5 separate regions of the Zea mays genome follow, and regions 2, 3, 4 and 5 are each linked to region 1. Evidence: chromatin contacts called from public Hi-C data. All regions are on one chromosome and are shown on one strand. The core of a region is the stretch at or near the end of the contact, and the rest is flanking DNA. Distances in the headings are between cores, read along the strand shown.

Region 1 (2,700 bases), core at 123-2,622:
CTCGCCGTACAGCTGCAGCTGCGACTTGGGCAGGTTGAACGTCGCCGGCAGCTGGGGAAATGATTGTTCAGTCAAAGTCAGAAACGCGTGAGCTGGTGGCAGAACGTGGCACTCGCGTGACGCGTCGCATATTCGCACGCACGCACCTGGAAGTGGGAGAGGTCAGAGCCCGGGCGGACGTTGAGGAAGAGGCTGAGCACCCGCTGGGCGAGATTGGCCGGGCGGAGCTCCGCCGCAAGGCCGCCCTCCAGCGACAGCGGCGGCGTCAGCACGACCGCGCACGCCGCCTCCGCCTCGTCCTCCGACTCCACCTGCATCACATACGCATTCCATTAGAGTCAGATGCAGCGTTCCGCATTCGTCAGGTCAAAGAACAACTTTTGTCCTCTTCTCTCTCTCTCTATCTCTGCAATTAAAAAGGGAGAAGGTTTATAATAATCCTAGACAATTAGCAGTAGAGTACAGCCAATAGACTGGGCGGTAGCGTCGGCCAGCATTTGCCAGGTTGCAAGCAAACGCGGCGCCGGCCGGCACGCTTCCCCGCGGGACAACGGCGACCAGAGTGCTCGAATCTCGATGTGGGCCATACCATTTGTCAATTAGCAGTAGAGTTATTGGGCAGTAGCGTCGGCGGCCAGCATTTTGTCAGGGTGCAAGCAAACGCGACGGCGGCCGCCGGCCGGCACGCAGCGGAAGACACGAGGCTGGCACGCTTTCCGCGTTCGACGACGGCGACGGCGACCAGAGTGCTCGATGGACCATTCCATTTGTCACGGGCGCACGGAGGTCGTCGGACGGAAAGGTGCACGGAACGCGGACAGACATTAGACATTAGAGAAAATGCAAGGGCGGCGGCGTGGCGGAACGGAACCTTTTTCCAGGAGCCAGCCGCGCAGCGCATTACCCGGTTCTTGTGTAAACGGAACCTTTTTCCAGCGAAAGATCTAGACCAAAAAGCTAAGCAAAGCAACGCTACCGATCGAGAGGAAACTGAAGGCCACACACGACACGACTCGCCAGGGGAATGACGTCCGGGAATCTTAGCCTCGTTTACTTCATTAATGGTTCGGCCAACGGCGGCGGATCGGTCGCCGCGCCGTCGCCGCCGGCGGTGGCCAGAGTGGGGAGGGAACGAAAGCACGCGGCGGCAGTAGTAGGGCCTCGAATCGATCGAAGTCAAGGCGGGAAGGCAGGGGGGACGACGTACCATGAGGGCGAGCCGCGGGCGGTCGAGCGCGCCGGCGGGAGAGAATTGAGAGAGCGAGCACGAGCTACCGGCGGGCAAGCGGCCGGACGACGACGCTACCAATCATCCCCTTCCTCCCTCCTCTCTTCTCCTCTCCTTTCTTTTCCTTTCCTTCGCTTTGCTTTTTGGGGCAGCTCCACACCGTACGTGTTATGCCTGGGCAGGGGCTAGCGCGTCGTCCATCTGTGTCTGATGTCTCCATATATATCTCGCGAGCTAGCAGCCTCACGACGTAAAGCTATTTTTAAACTTTCAAATATTTCTTTCCACCGTATGCTACTAGACCTTTTTTTCTCGAAAGCGCAGGAGAGCTGCGCGAAAATATATTAAAAAGGGGAAAAAAAGGTCTAAAAAGGACCCCAAGATACAGATAAGGCCGCCCTACGACTAGGTGCAGAGTAAGATATATGCTACTAGACCTTAAACTGATTCTAATCAAAACGTGCAGAGTAAGATAAAGAGACGTATAGAGTTTAGAATTTTGGAGTGACGGAATCCTATCACGGCGACTAGGTAGATTGTGAGCAATTTTACACGATTTTCACTAAAACGGTTTTCATAAAAACAGACTTAAAAACTGGGCGTTCAGTAGCCTGCAGCAGCTTCTAGCGATCACCACCAGGGAAAAAAAAGATGAAATAAACATAGTGAGATGATATGCAAAGAAATCAAGAGATGAGTATGCCATTTTGTTGGCTGGAATTATTGCTTACATTGTTTGTGAACAAATCAAGGAGGTACATGTCCGCATCTGTTGCTGTGAGGGCTAGTGGAGCTTTCGCTGTGGTGTGTTCACCACTGATCTTGCAAACTCAGCTATGCCATCAACACGCAAGTCCTATTTTGGTCTTTACGAATCGAAAAGCATTAAAAACATGACGAAGAAAAACGATACGCATACGCATGTCTCTTGCCAGACAACGACACTTCCACAGTTCCACTCCACCCAAAAAAAAGGAAAAATAAAAAGTAAAGGGAAAAACCGAGCATCCCGTGTCCCCAGACGCGCGCGCAGCCCAGGGCCCAACACTAGTCGTCTCCCGCCTAAAAGGCTGGGCCGGCGGACCCCAGGCCACGATTCCTCATCCAGTTTGAAATACCGCCTCCTTCCTCCTCTGGCTCAGCCCACACCCCGTAACGTCGAGACGTCGACAACCATATTTCTTTGAACGATGATCTTACAATACTATACTTTACAATTTTACAACGGTTATAACAATACTGTAGTTTTAGTCAGCTCTTAAAATACTATAATATTAGGAAACATTGTTCAGATGCAACTGTTGAATACCAAAAGTGGCAGACGGTCCGGCTCCAGGGCCCGGATGGCCACGCCCCCACGATCAGATTTGACTCGGACGATTATCTTTATCTCGTGTGTGTTTATCCATCTAATCAAGTGGGATCTGTTAGCTATCGTCTAAGAACGGGTCCAGACCTCCCCCATATATATA
Region 2 (2,700 bases), core at 45-2,544, 250 kb before region 1:
ATTGGTGGAACTGGATGGAGTAATAGTATTCAGTTGTCTATGCAGTTGTCAAAAGTAAAAAAAATATAGGAAACATACAGAACTGCAGCTAAGGCCCAAAAATCTGGTGATGACTAACAATAACTTTGTCTCTTTGCAGAGAGAGAGAGAGAGAGAGAGAGAGAGAGAGAGAGAGAGGTCTTGGGCTCTTGGCAGCTCAGGGAAACGAAACTGCTTCAGAGAAAGAAAGCTACTAGGAATCCAATGTTCAGTTTTCTCTTGCTAGCGTGAGAAGAAAACTGGAGTGGAACGGCAATCTCTACAAAACTCCTGTCCGCACTGAAAATTTTGATTTTTAACAGATCAGAGAAGGGCCCATTGTATGCCAAGACGTGAAACCACGAACTCGGCTGACAATGGAAGGGCACAAATGTCTGTCTCCCTCTGAACGCACCACAGCTATCCATGCCGAAACAAGGAGGGCTGGAATTGCGGAACAAACGCCGAAAACGAAGGATGTGTTAGTTGATTGAAAAGATCCACAACAATCTGAAAACCCACGGCACGGCACAGTCCTGACGAACGCCGAAGGTACGGCGGACCAGGCGAAGGAGGCGGGAGGCAAAATCAGGAGGAGACGAGAGGGGGAAAAAAGAACAGAAACATCAAATACTGCTGCAGCAAGAACCGTGGACAGTTCCCCTTCGCCAGTTGCCACAACGAAGATCGAACGGCGACGAGAAAAATGCACAGAAAAAAAAGGAGTAGAACGGAGGCCGAGTCAGCGGGAACAGGCAGACGTGGTTGTGAAGTGCGAAGGAAGCAAAGGCGACGAGGAACGGAGCATAAAACAGTAGGAGGGCGTACCGATAGGAGAAGCCAGCGACGGCGTACGTGTTCTTGGAGCGCTCGGAGGACGCGCGGAATTCTAAAGATCGGGAGCAGCTAGCTCTACGAGAACGAATCCATTCCTTCCGCCTCTCTCTCTCTCTCTCTCTACTCGCTTTGGTCCCCACAGATTCCTCACCCCGACCGCATCGATTGCCAACATTAACTAAAACAGAACAAAAGTAGCGATGCGCGCGAGCTGCGTGTATGCATTCGCATTAGAATAAGAATCGGAGGTATACCTGAGAGACAGTGAGGGAACTGCCTTCTCTTTCCCGGGAGGCTGCTGTGCTGTGCTGTGCTGTGTGTGTAAACAAGAACGAGTGGAAGACGAAGGCGGCTTTGTGCAGTCTGCAGAGAGAGAGAAGAGAGGGAGAGAGGAGTGGCCGGGAACGGAAGGACAGAGGGAGAGAGAGACTGCAACGGTCAAAAGGCTTTCAGAGGGGAGGAGAAATCAGCGGCGATGAGAGAGAAAGGGTGTAAACGGGGAGAGTATTTCTTGTATATTAATATATAACACTACGATTTTTATGGAGCAAGAGATCGACGACGATGGCAGCAGCAGCACAAGTGAGTGAAGAGAGTGACAGTGTCGAGAGAGAGGTAGACGGCGGAGTCGCGGGGAGAGGCACGAGGAATGTGGGAAATAATATTGTCAATTAAATTTAATAGAGGTGGAGGATAACTGGATAAGGACCTGAACTGTTGTTTCGATGTTATGTTAAGTCTATATATAATTTATTTGGTGAATTTAGTTGATATTACGAGTATATAGATAATTTGGTTGGATAGATTTTATAAAGTTTAAATCAGTAGATTATATAATGGTATAGATATATAATACCGCACTCATTCTATTTTTCCACGGAAATTGGTTTCACCGGCACTTTTTTCGTTCACGAAAATTGGTCTCGGCGCATTTCAGGCGTGGGGCTACATTTCCATTTTTTCCATGGAAATTGGTCATAGCTAGGGGTAAATCAGCTCGTACTAATTGTTAGTTAAGTAGCAGGTAAGACACTAGCTAGTAATTGTTGTAGGTAAAACTTTAGTTAATTTTCTTGGCAGCTAGTAATTAGAGAGGTTTGCTATTTTGTCACCCTCAGTTTTGGCTCAATGTTATTATGACATCCGTGTTTATGACTGGTGTGATTATCTATGTCTATGATTTGTGGTCCCGGTGATATACTAGTGAAGCCTATAAATGATAATGACAAAATTGCCAATGTCTCTAGTAATTAATGTTAGCTACATACGATACAATTTGTGGCCTATGTTACCTAAGGCTATTTGTACTCGTACAACTCTAAATTTCTACTCTAAAAGGAATATTTTATTTTTATCATCATTTTTTTTATGGTATACCACAATCATTCGTCTTCATATTTTCTCTATATATCTCAACTCTATACCAAGTATCACATATTATATTATTTCTTTTTAATTTTATTCCATCTCTCACACTTCTCACCAACTTTTCTGAGAATTTGGTTGTGGATAAAATCTGGCTGTAGAAAAAATCTGAGTATCGTGAGGATTACGTGCTGAGGAAGATGAAGTTGTCAAAGGGTTCAAAAATCTAGAAAGCGATGGATTCCTAATATCGTGACGACTCAACCGATTCTGTGTTCATGTTGATTTTGGACGTTTTTTATCAAAGTGATTCTTATAGAAGTGGGCAGAAAAGCTAGGGTGTTTGGTACTACATCCGTTCACAAATATATGACATTGTTGATTTTTTTTCGAAAACTCTGACCACTTGTCTTATTTAAAATATTTATTCAAAAATGTAAAATTTTAAGTCAAGCACAAACTATCTTAAGTGATAAAACA
Region 3 (2,706 bases), core at 22-2,521, 200 kb before region 1:
GGATCCTTCATGAGCTGTGCGATCATCTTATGAAACACCAGCATACTCTCGCAGTACTTATCATACAGTGAATCCAACCCACACAGCGGGAAGCCGTCACCGACACCCGACTCCAGCCACTCCGTGGGGCTGCCCCCTTCCTCCTCGTCGCCATCCTCCTCGACCTCGGCGCACTCGTCCTCGGGGATGAGCACCATGAAGCTGTTCTTCCTGAGCTCCTTGAGCCTCCGCTTCACCTCATTCGTGATGAAATCATCGTCGTCGTCCTCCTCTTCTTCAACCACCCCATTGCCCGCGCCTCCACCATCCACCGCCACCTCGGCATTGTTCCCCTCCCCGATGCCAGGCTTCTGCTCCACCAGGCCCCGAGGGGTCACATTCCCAGCGCTGGCGTCGTCGTCGGATTCTATTACCTCTCCCCCGCCCCGGGCGCTCTTATTCCCCTTCCTGAACTTCTTAATCTTGAAGAAATCCATCAGCACGGAGTTGCCCAAGGCTACGATATAAACCCTGAAAGCTCAAACAGAACCTCCCAAAAAGATCCCTCCTTTCTCTTTCTTTTCGCCGATCCTTGATCCCAAAGTCGGCCAAGCAACTTTGTTTTCCTTTCCCTGCAAACAGCACAGGTATCAGGGAGCGGACGGATAAAAGACGGGGAGCGCGCCGGAGGTGACGCCCCTGAAATGGACATCTAAAACAAACCCTAAGAAATCGCGGACTCGCGCCGCGCCGTGCCGTGCTCGGCGGCCGAAATACCTCGGGAGAAGCGACTACCCAGACGCTTGCCGCAGCTCGAATGCGGGATCAATCTAGCACCGGACCAGCCCGACGCCACGCACCCACAAGATCCGCCGAATCCGAGCCCGCCCCGGCTCGTCGCAGAGGAAGCCAGTTCACGAGTGCGAGGGTGAGGCGGCGGCGACCGGCATCTCCCGTTGATCCTGAGGGTGTGAGGCCCCGCTCCCGGAGTGGTCGGCGCTGAGGCTGCTGGTTTCGTCGTCGCCTGTAGAGTGGAGACACGCCGATCGCCGACTCTGGCCCGTTCGCCTCGTCGGTGTGGCCGTGCGGGAGCTGGATGCTGGAATCCAGCCAGTCCCTGCAAATAGTGCAATCCAATCTTTCGAGGGTTTAAGCGGGGGGAGCAACCGCCTGCTTTAGGCTGTGGTTAATGGCGGTGGTTGTGATTAGCGGGAGGTCAAAGATGGAAGCACAGAGAGCATGTGGACTGTGGCTTGTGAGGGGGACTGTGGAGTGCATCGGATACCGCGCATGAGAGTACGACGCCTGTCGCTGTCACTGGTATCTCTCGCCGCTGTGGGTCCCGCTGCATGGGTGGTCAGTGGCAGTGGTGGCTCACTGGCTATCGCTCCGGTAGTCCGGTATGCGGACGAAGGACGGGGATCGACCATTTTTAAAAACTCAAAATCATCGAATGAATAGCTTTTGTCATTTGAAGACTGTCTTTAGTTATACCTATGATCGTTTAAAACACGTTTTGCACATATATTGTATTGTTCACAGAATCACAAGATCAAATTTAAAATAAGGGCCCGTTTGTTTCGTTGGAATTGAATTCCATTTTAATAATTATAATTTAGACAAATCTAATTAAGTTTATATATTTATATATGTAATATATTTGTATATTATCCTAAATCATATGAGAGAGATAGTTATATAATACATTTATGTTATATAGGCGCAAGTAAAAGAGTGTGCTATAAGTTGTACATCGGAAAATTAGCATGTAAATCTATAGAATCAATTTTCATCCCTCACCACATGAATTTGAAATAGACTTATATGATAACTTTGGAAAGTGGTGGAATCTCATATTCTAAAAAATAGTCTATTCCATTAGTAAGATTCCAATTCCTCGAAATGAAAGGAAACAAACGGGGCCTAAGAGATATAATGTGTAAGTTGCTGAAACATGATCAGATAACACAAAGGATCAATCGTACCCGGAAAAAAAGCTAGTGCACGCTTGAAATACTTTAAAATGCAAAAGTGTTGGTTCTCAGCTTCAACTAAAATAAAACAGGAGCTTACACAGATCACCAAAACTAACCGATAGTTTGATGACCCGAAAACGTTCTTAGTAAGTTAGTTCACCTTCAGTGGGTAATATAAAATATGAGACACGAAACTGTAGATGATATTATTTAACACTGCTTATATAAAATAAAGTTTGAGATAGAGGATGATATAGAGAATATGATTAAACAAATTAAGTTAGAGATCTCAACCAATAACTTTTTCATGTCTGAGTGCCAAAGCTAGCTTGCGGGTACAAAGGGTTGACTTCGCCAGATTGCTCCCTTTAGTGCCACAAGACAGCTATTAGCGTGGCTGAGATGTCTAGTCGGTCTCATCGCATTTTACGTGCTCAACCCTGAGCACTCTCAAAAAAAAAACTCTAAACCTTCCATTTTAAATTGGATTCGACTGAAATTTGGCACAAAGCATTTCATAGTAAGAAAAATATTTGTAGGGTTTCAATGTATCATATCCATCAATTTGGCGAGAATTGATCAAACCATTCTTCAGACTATGGTTTTCACAAAGACTGACAAAATTTACAAACTTTAAACTTAGTTTCAAGAAATCGCACAAAACAGGAAAGGAGTGGTTTAGAGAGAGTGTAAGATCAAGAATTAAATAATTCTTGCTAGAGGAGGGTGGATAGTCGGTTTCAACTAAAAT
Region 4 (2,700 bases), core at 126-2,625, 150 kb after region 1:
CACGTCTCCCTCCCTCCCCACTCTCTCTCCTCCTTTTCTGTGCTAGCGATACACAGACACGTTCATGTCATGTCATGCGCACCACCACCCCACACGCGTGGCGTGAGGCGTTTGCGCTCGTTGCGTTGCGGCGCTGCATCTGCATGAACGGCGTCCCACCGAGCATGAGACAAGGGAATGCAAAGGATTTTATTCTCGCATGCAGATTTTGCCCACTGTCGTTTTCTTTCCTTTACTTTAACTTCATTTTTACAAGAAATTACTATTTTTCTAAATAAAAATAAACTAATATATTTCAGGAAAATAGAAATCGTTTAAGAAAATGAGTTTCCAAACTAGAGAGAGAAAACACTGAGTAAAGTAAGAGTTTTTTTTTCTTAATGACTAGCATTACATTTCTGCTTTTTTTTACCTTACGACGAGGACAGCTTTTAAAAACAGCACTACCAACCACACAGTATGATAATTTTTTTTACATTATGAGGATGACTTTAAAAAACTTCTACAAAAACGTACTGTTCTCTCTCACTGTACAATAATCAACGCATAATTTCAGTCCTACTATAAAACTTGCCTTATAGGTTTAGTGCGGCAACGCTTTATTTTAGAGTTTTATCATCATGATTCCTGTTAGCTATATGGTGATTAATTGTTGTGGAACGAAGGAATTAGGGCCTGTTTGTTTACCCCCATGAATTATATAATCTGGATTATTTTTGGAGGATTATATAATCTGGATTATATAATCTGAGTAGTCCTGTTTGTTTACCCAGATTATTTGAGTTGTTAATAGGATTCTTTTGTATGAGGAAGACAAGAATACCCTCTATATTTGTACTAGGTTGAAACTCATATATGAAAAAAAAATAATTCAATTGACATTGGCAAATATTGCATTAGCAATATTATCACGGAAGGCATTCATGTCACCTTCTTCATCTCCAAATTGACTAGTACTAGGCGCAAAAACGATTCGGTGGATTATAATGACAATGGTGGGTAATTTCTAGGAAACTTGAAAGGGTAGTGGGGAAGTGGGAAAAAAATAATCTGAAATAAGCACCTCCTCACTTGCTTATGGATTATCATAATCCAAGGGGTTAGATTATATAATCTGGGCAAATAAGCTGGACTGTTTGTTTGCCTCTTAGGATTATTTAATCCAGATTATATAATCTGGGGGGTAAACAAACAGGCCCTTATATTGAAATGATGCCAAAAGAGGTTTTTTCCCCTTCTTCTTTGCGTGTTTACCAAAACCATCCACTATCTTTAACACGGAGCAAAGTGGATGGTTGCAATAAAGCCGGGCCCACAGAAAAGTCGATCGGCTGCCTCTCTCTCCGACAAGTATTTAAAAGCCTCGGCGGCTTGGCGCTAGCCGCTACCGCCTTGTTGCATTCTATCTATGCGTTGTCCTTAGCTTGTCCGCCCGCCCCTCCCTCGTCTTACCTCCTCCTCTCTACGGCCGGCCAGATGAGCTCCACGGCCATCGACGTCCTCTCGGCGCTGCCGCCGATCAGGACCGCGGCGCCGGAGCCGGGTGCGGAGAAGAAGCAGCAGGAGGAGGACGGCTCGGAGGCCCAGGAGCCGGAGCCCACGACGCCGACGTCGGAGGCGAGCAGGCTGCGGCCTCCGTCCGAGTGCCCGCCGGCGCCGAGGAAGCCTGCGCGGCCGCCGTCGACGCCCGCCAAGCGCAGGTTCCCGGCGCCGCGCCGCGCCTTCTTCCCCGTGCCGCGCGACCTCAACGCCGTGTTCCGCGCCCTGCCGCCCAAGAAGCGGATCCGGGCGGGCTGACGGCCGGGCCGGTCCGCGCCGCCGCGGCTCAAGCGGCCGCTTCCAATTGGGTTCTAGCTACCTGGCGTACGTGCAGGACGACGACGACGGCAGGCATCCACTCCTGTACTCCGCCAAAGGCCAGCCGCGCGCGTGTGGTGCACTCGTCCTTCAAGGACCATGGCGTCAAAACGCAGTCTTGGGAGTTTCTTGCACACCTTGGTTTGTCCTTCCGGCATGGTACAAACTACAGACTCGAGATCCAGAGTTCTCGTACAAATCGTGGGTTAGGTTCATTATTTGCGTGGAGGAGTAAAAACTGTAGAACTGGACAAGGCTATTGTTTATTTACATACGGATCATGAATGGGAAGAATTAATGGAAGAAAATTCCCGAGGATGGATCCGTTTCAGTATATTCGTCATTATAAAACTAAAGCTCACAGTTTGCCAAAACCATGCACAAGTGTGCTTGTCATGGATGGATCCATGGAGCATGCAAGGAAGGTGGGGATGGATGGGAAACGTGAGCAGGCCAGGTACTTTGTGCACTTTTGTCCCGGCCGGCACAGCGGCACTGCACAGGTATGTTGCAGCAGGTTTGTTTTGTGTTGTTCTTCAGTTCTGTTGACAGATGGCAATGGCAGAGGTGATTGGTGGTCGAAGTTGTGCTGTGATGTGCATATGCATTGCCTGTAGTTTAGTTTGGATAGACGCAATCGCCGATTAGTGAATTACTTGTTTTTTTTTTAAAAAAAAGAAAACCCTAGTGGATTGGTTGTTAGCTACGGTATATATATAAAAAATAATACTCCACTTGGTTAGATGATCTCACAAAGACTAAGATTGTTTCCAGCAACGACCCCTATATCTATTTTTTACAATCTCTTCTAAAAGATTTCATCCTCTATAAATTTATATCTTA
Region 5 (2,700 bases), core at 106-2,605, 150 kb before region 1:
CGGTTGAAACTAAATATCACCTCCCTTTTTTGTTTTCTAGCGGCTACCTGACAATATCCAGATTTATCATGTGGGCAAGTAACTTTGGTTGAATTAAGCAACAGTCTCTGTGAAACATTACTGGCTGGTTAGTATTGTTCATATGTCACGATGTATTTGGAAAAGATCATTACATCATCACAGATTATTTAGGGAACAAAAAGCTGACTGAAACAAAATATAACTCAAAAACAGTAATCTGTTTAAATTACTGTCAGTCACGCTCCATTACCTTGATGCTCCCATAAATGTTCTATGGATCGGAGCCTCCCTACCAGTCGCGCTCCATTGGATCAACCCGAACAAGATAATAGAGGTGGACTTACCCGCGGAAAAGAAAAAGGCGAGTATGTGAAGAGCGAAGACGTGCGAAGGTGTAGCAAAAGTGATTGACGACGCGAAAAAAGACCGAACGTGGGAGGAGCAATGACAGTCGAAGGCTGGCATCAAAGTACCCAAAACCTGAGGTGCTTGCAAACTACAGGATGTGGATGTTTAAAGCTCATTGATTGGAAACTGGCTTTTAGTTTGGACCTTAAAAAATTAAATGGGTAACTAAATTAAATTATAGAGCCCAAATATGAGACTTACACTTGGAGATACTTTAACTCCTTAAAAAAGTCCCCAAAACATATAATCACTGCGTCCCAAATTAAAATCCGTTTTACATTTTTTCTAGATTCATACAATAATTAATATAGGTGTTCTATATATAGGTTTATAATCATTCATATGAATATGAACATAAAACTATAGAGTTAAAACGACTACTATTTTAATATGAAGAGAGTATAAGATAAACTATTTTTCTAGATAAGCCATAAAATATTTGTCTCACGAAGCTCTTGAGAAATAGCCCTCCCAAACACCCATCAAAGATTGTCTCCTTGCTAATAATTGTCAGTTGTCACTAAGTCTCTGACTTGTGGATCTATCTAAGTTTATAAAATATAGACTTGATGACAATTTTGCAAAGCCCAATCTTTTCAATGGCAAAAGTCCAACTAAATTTCTCATCTCCGAGCAAACCAACCAAAAAGGCAACGCTCGCTGGTTGGAAACCACGAGCGGAGCCTCGCGGCCGATACCGTCACGCCACCTGACACCTGCGCGGCGTCCCTGGTCCCACTGCGCCGTGACTCCAGGATCATACGTGTCCCACGTCTCGGGACCCAATAGCTATCCGCCACGTGGGCCCTCTCCCCGCCACGGCGCCACGTACCATGTCACGTGCCCCTGCCCGCTCGCCCCCGCGCGGCGTCACCAAAATGATCTGCACGGCGAACGCGAGTCTCCTAAACGATACCGGGCGGGCAGGCACACGAGCGCGAGCACGCACGAGTTCGCGAGTCCCCCTGACCCCCACGTGCGCGTCGTTGGAACCAAGGATTGGATTAGCCTCGCCGACGACGAGGAGAGAAGAGCTGGTGGCTGGCGAGGGGCTCGCGGGGATGGGGATCTCGAGGCCCCTGGCGCTCCTTCTGGCGCTGCTGATCGCCGTCGCCGGCGCGACCGCCGAGGAGCCCGTAGTGGCGGCGGACTCGGTGGCCGGCGCGGTGGAGGCCGCGGCGGCGCTCAGGGTGGAGGAGGCTGCGGAGGCCGCGGCGCTCAGGGCCGAGCTGGAGCAGCTCCGGGCGAAGATCTCCGCCTTAGGTCAGTGCCCAAGGTTTGAATCCACGTGGCGCGCTTGATTTTACTGTCTGGATGTTTTGGCCTGGGACGGGTTGGTGGTGGAATCGTCGAGTTCATGCCGCGCAGCTAGGTTAATTTGTGCCGTTTCACTGGATTGACGCCGGTCCGGTGAGCTCTCCGGGGTTTAGGGCCCGATTCGTTGCGGCGAGGCGCGGTTTCGCGGTGGTTGGTGAGCTACCTGGATCTGTCTTGTTGGGGTTTTAGCTTCTGCCTGCTTCTAGTCGTCTGGATGGTGCGCGCGCGACAGTGCTCGATTGATCGTGTAGCTGGCGGGGTGCTGCGAGATTGTATTCGATTCTCTCGTGCTGATATCGACCGTGGGTTGCATAATTCTCCCTTTTTGGTATAAAATTGGATAATTCTATCTTTTTGAGGCAACTGCTTATTTTAGGGCCAACCCCCCCCCCCCCCCCCCCCCCAAAGCTTCCTCTTCTGTTTACATAGTAGCTTTGTTTCTGATTGCCGTTAACACAAAAGCTACAAAAGTTCACATATACCTCTACTGTTACAATTACGTCAGTGGGCGGTGGGCCAGTGTGTAATTGCAGCTGTTGTGCCTTTGCCATGGATGCTGATCCACTGCCATAATGCTTGGGGTCCTGCTTCATTGATGTGTACTAGAATCGAGTAGCTGGGGAAGTCTAGCAATATTAATTGCAGTAAAACAGTAAATTCTCTGAAGATGCCTGTACTATTGAAGAATGTAAACTCAAACTATGCCACGGCATGGAAATAGTAGTATCTTGTCATCGTGATATCATTCCTGTGATCCTGTCATAAGCAAAGCAATTTCCTTTACTTCGCCACTTTGTGATTCTTTATTAGCCTACCAGATTCATTCTAATTTTGATATCCCACGGGCCACGGGAACCATTATTGTGTTTGTTTTCTTGCTACAGAGTCAGACATAGCAGTGCGATCTCTCGAACTGAAGAATAAGGACGATGTCATCGTGAACCTAGAGAAAGC

What was found. Hi-C and Micro-C count contacts between places; a contact is called where the count stands out from the background.
Region 2: a Hi-C map of bundle sheath shows a contact between it and region 1, with 3 times the contacts expected there. The contact joins the promoter of LOC100216674 here to the promoter of LOC100217187 in region 1. A contact is called at or near these places in 5 of 25 Hi-C or Micro-C datasets (bundle sheath, ear, leaf and 2 more).
Region 3: a Hi-C map of root tip shows a contact between it and region 1, with 3 times the contacts expected there. The contact joins the promoter of LOC103653179 here to the promoter of LOC100217187 in region 1. A contact is called at or near these places in 5 of 25 Hi-C or Micro-C datasets (ear, leaf, root tip and 1 more).
Region 4: a Hi-C map of bundle sheath shows a contact between it and region 1, with 3 times the contacts expected there. The contact joins the promoter of LOC103653182 here to the promoter of LOC100217187 in region 1. A contact is called at or near these places in 8 of 25 Hi-C or Micro-C datasets (bundle sheath, ear, endosperm and 3 more).
Region 5: a Hi-C map of bundle sheath shows a contact between it and region 1, with 3 times the contacts expected there. The contact joins the promoter of LOC100277246 here to the promoter of LOC100217187 in region 1. A contact is called at or near these places in 6 of 25 Hi-C or Micro-C datasets (bundle sheath, ear, endosperm and 2 more).

Annotation. Positions count from the first base shown.
Region 1 is chr4:44,168,237-44,170,936 of Zm-B73-REFERENCE-NAM-5.0, forward strand. It overlaps LOC100217187, which reads right to left and starts at 1,373. Exons shown (of 4, transcript NM_001143547.1): 1 at 1,208-1,373; 2 at 147-311; 3 at 1-51. The coding sequence starts at 1,210.
Region 2 is chr4:43,914,637-43,917,336 of Zm-B73-REFERENCE-NAM-5.0, forward strand. LOC100216674 reads right to left here and starts at 1,295. Exons shown (of 6, transcript NM_001348782.1): 1 at 1,110-1,295.
Region 3 is chr4:43,968,268-43,970,973 of Zm-B73-REFERENCE-NAM-5.0, forward strand. LOC103653179 reads right to left here and starts at 1,272. Exons shown (of 5, transcript XM_008680139.4): 1 at 757-1,272; 2 at 1-611. The coding sequence starts at 476.
Region 4 is chr4:44,320,637-44,323,336 of Zm-B73-REFERENCE-NAM-5.0, forward strand. It overlaps LOC103653182 (cyclin-dependent protein kinase inhibitor SMR1), which reads left to right and starts at 1,376. Exons shown (of 1, transcript XM_008680144.3): 1 at 1,376-2,231. The coding sequence starts at 1,477. The coding sequence ends at 1,797.
Region 5 is chr4:44,015,968-44,018,667 of Zm-B73-REFERENCE-NAM-5.0, forward strand. It overlaps LOC100277246, which reads left to right and starts at 1,356. Exons shown (of 13, transcript NM_001150871.2): 1 at 1,356-1,692; 2 at 2,631-2,700. The coding sequence starts at 1,491.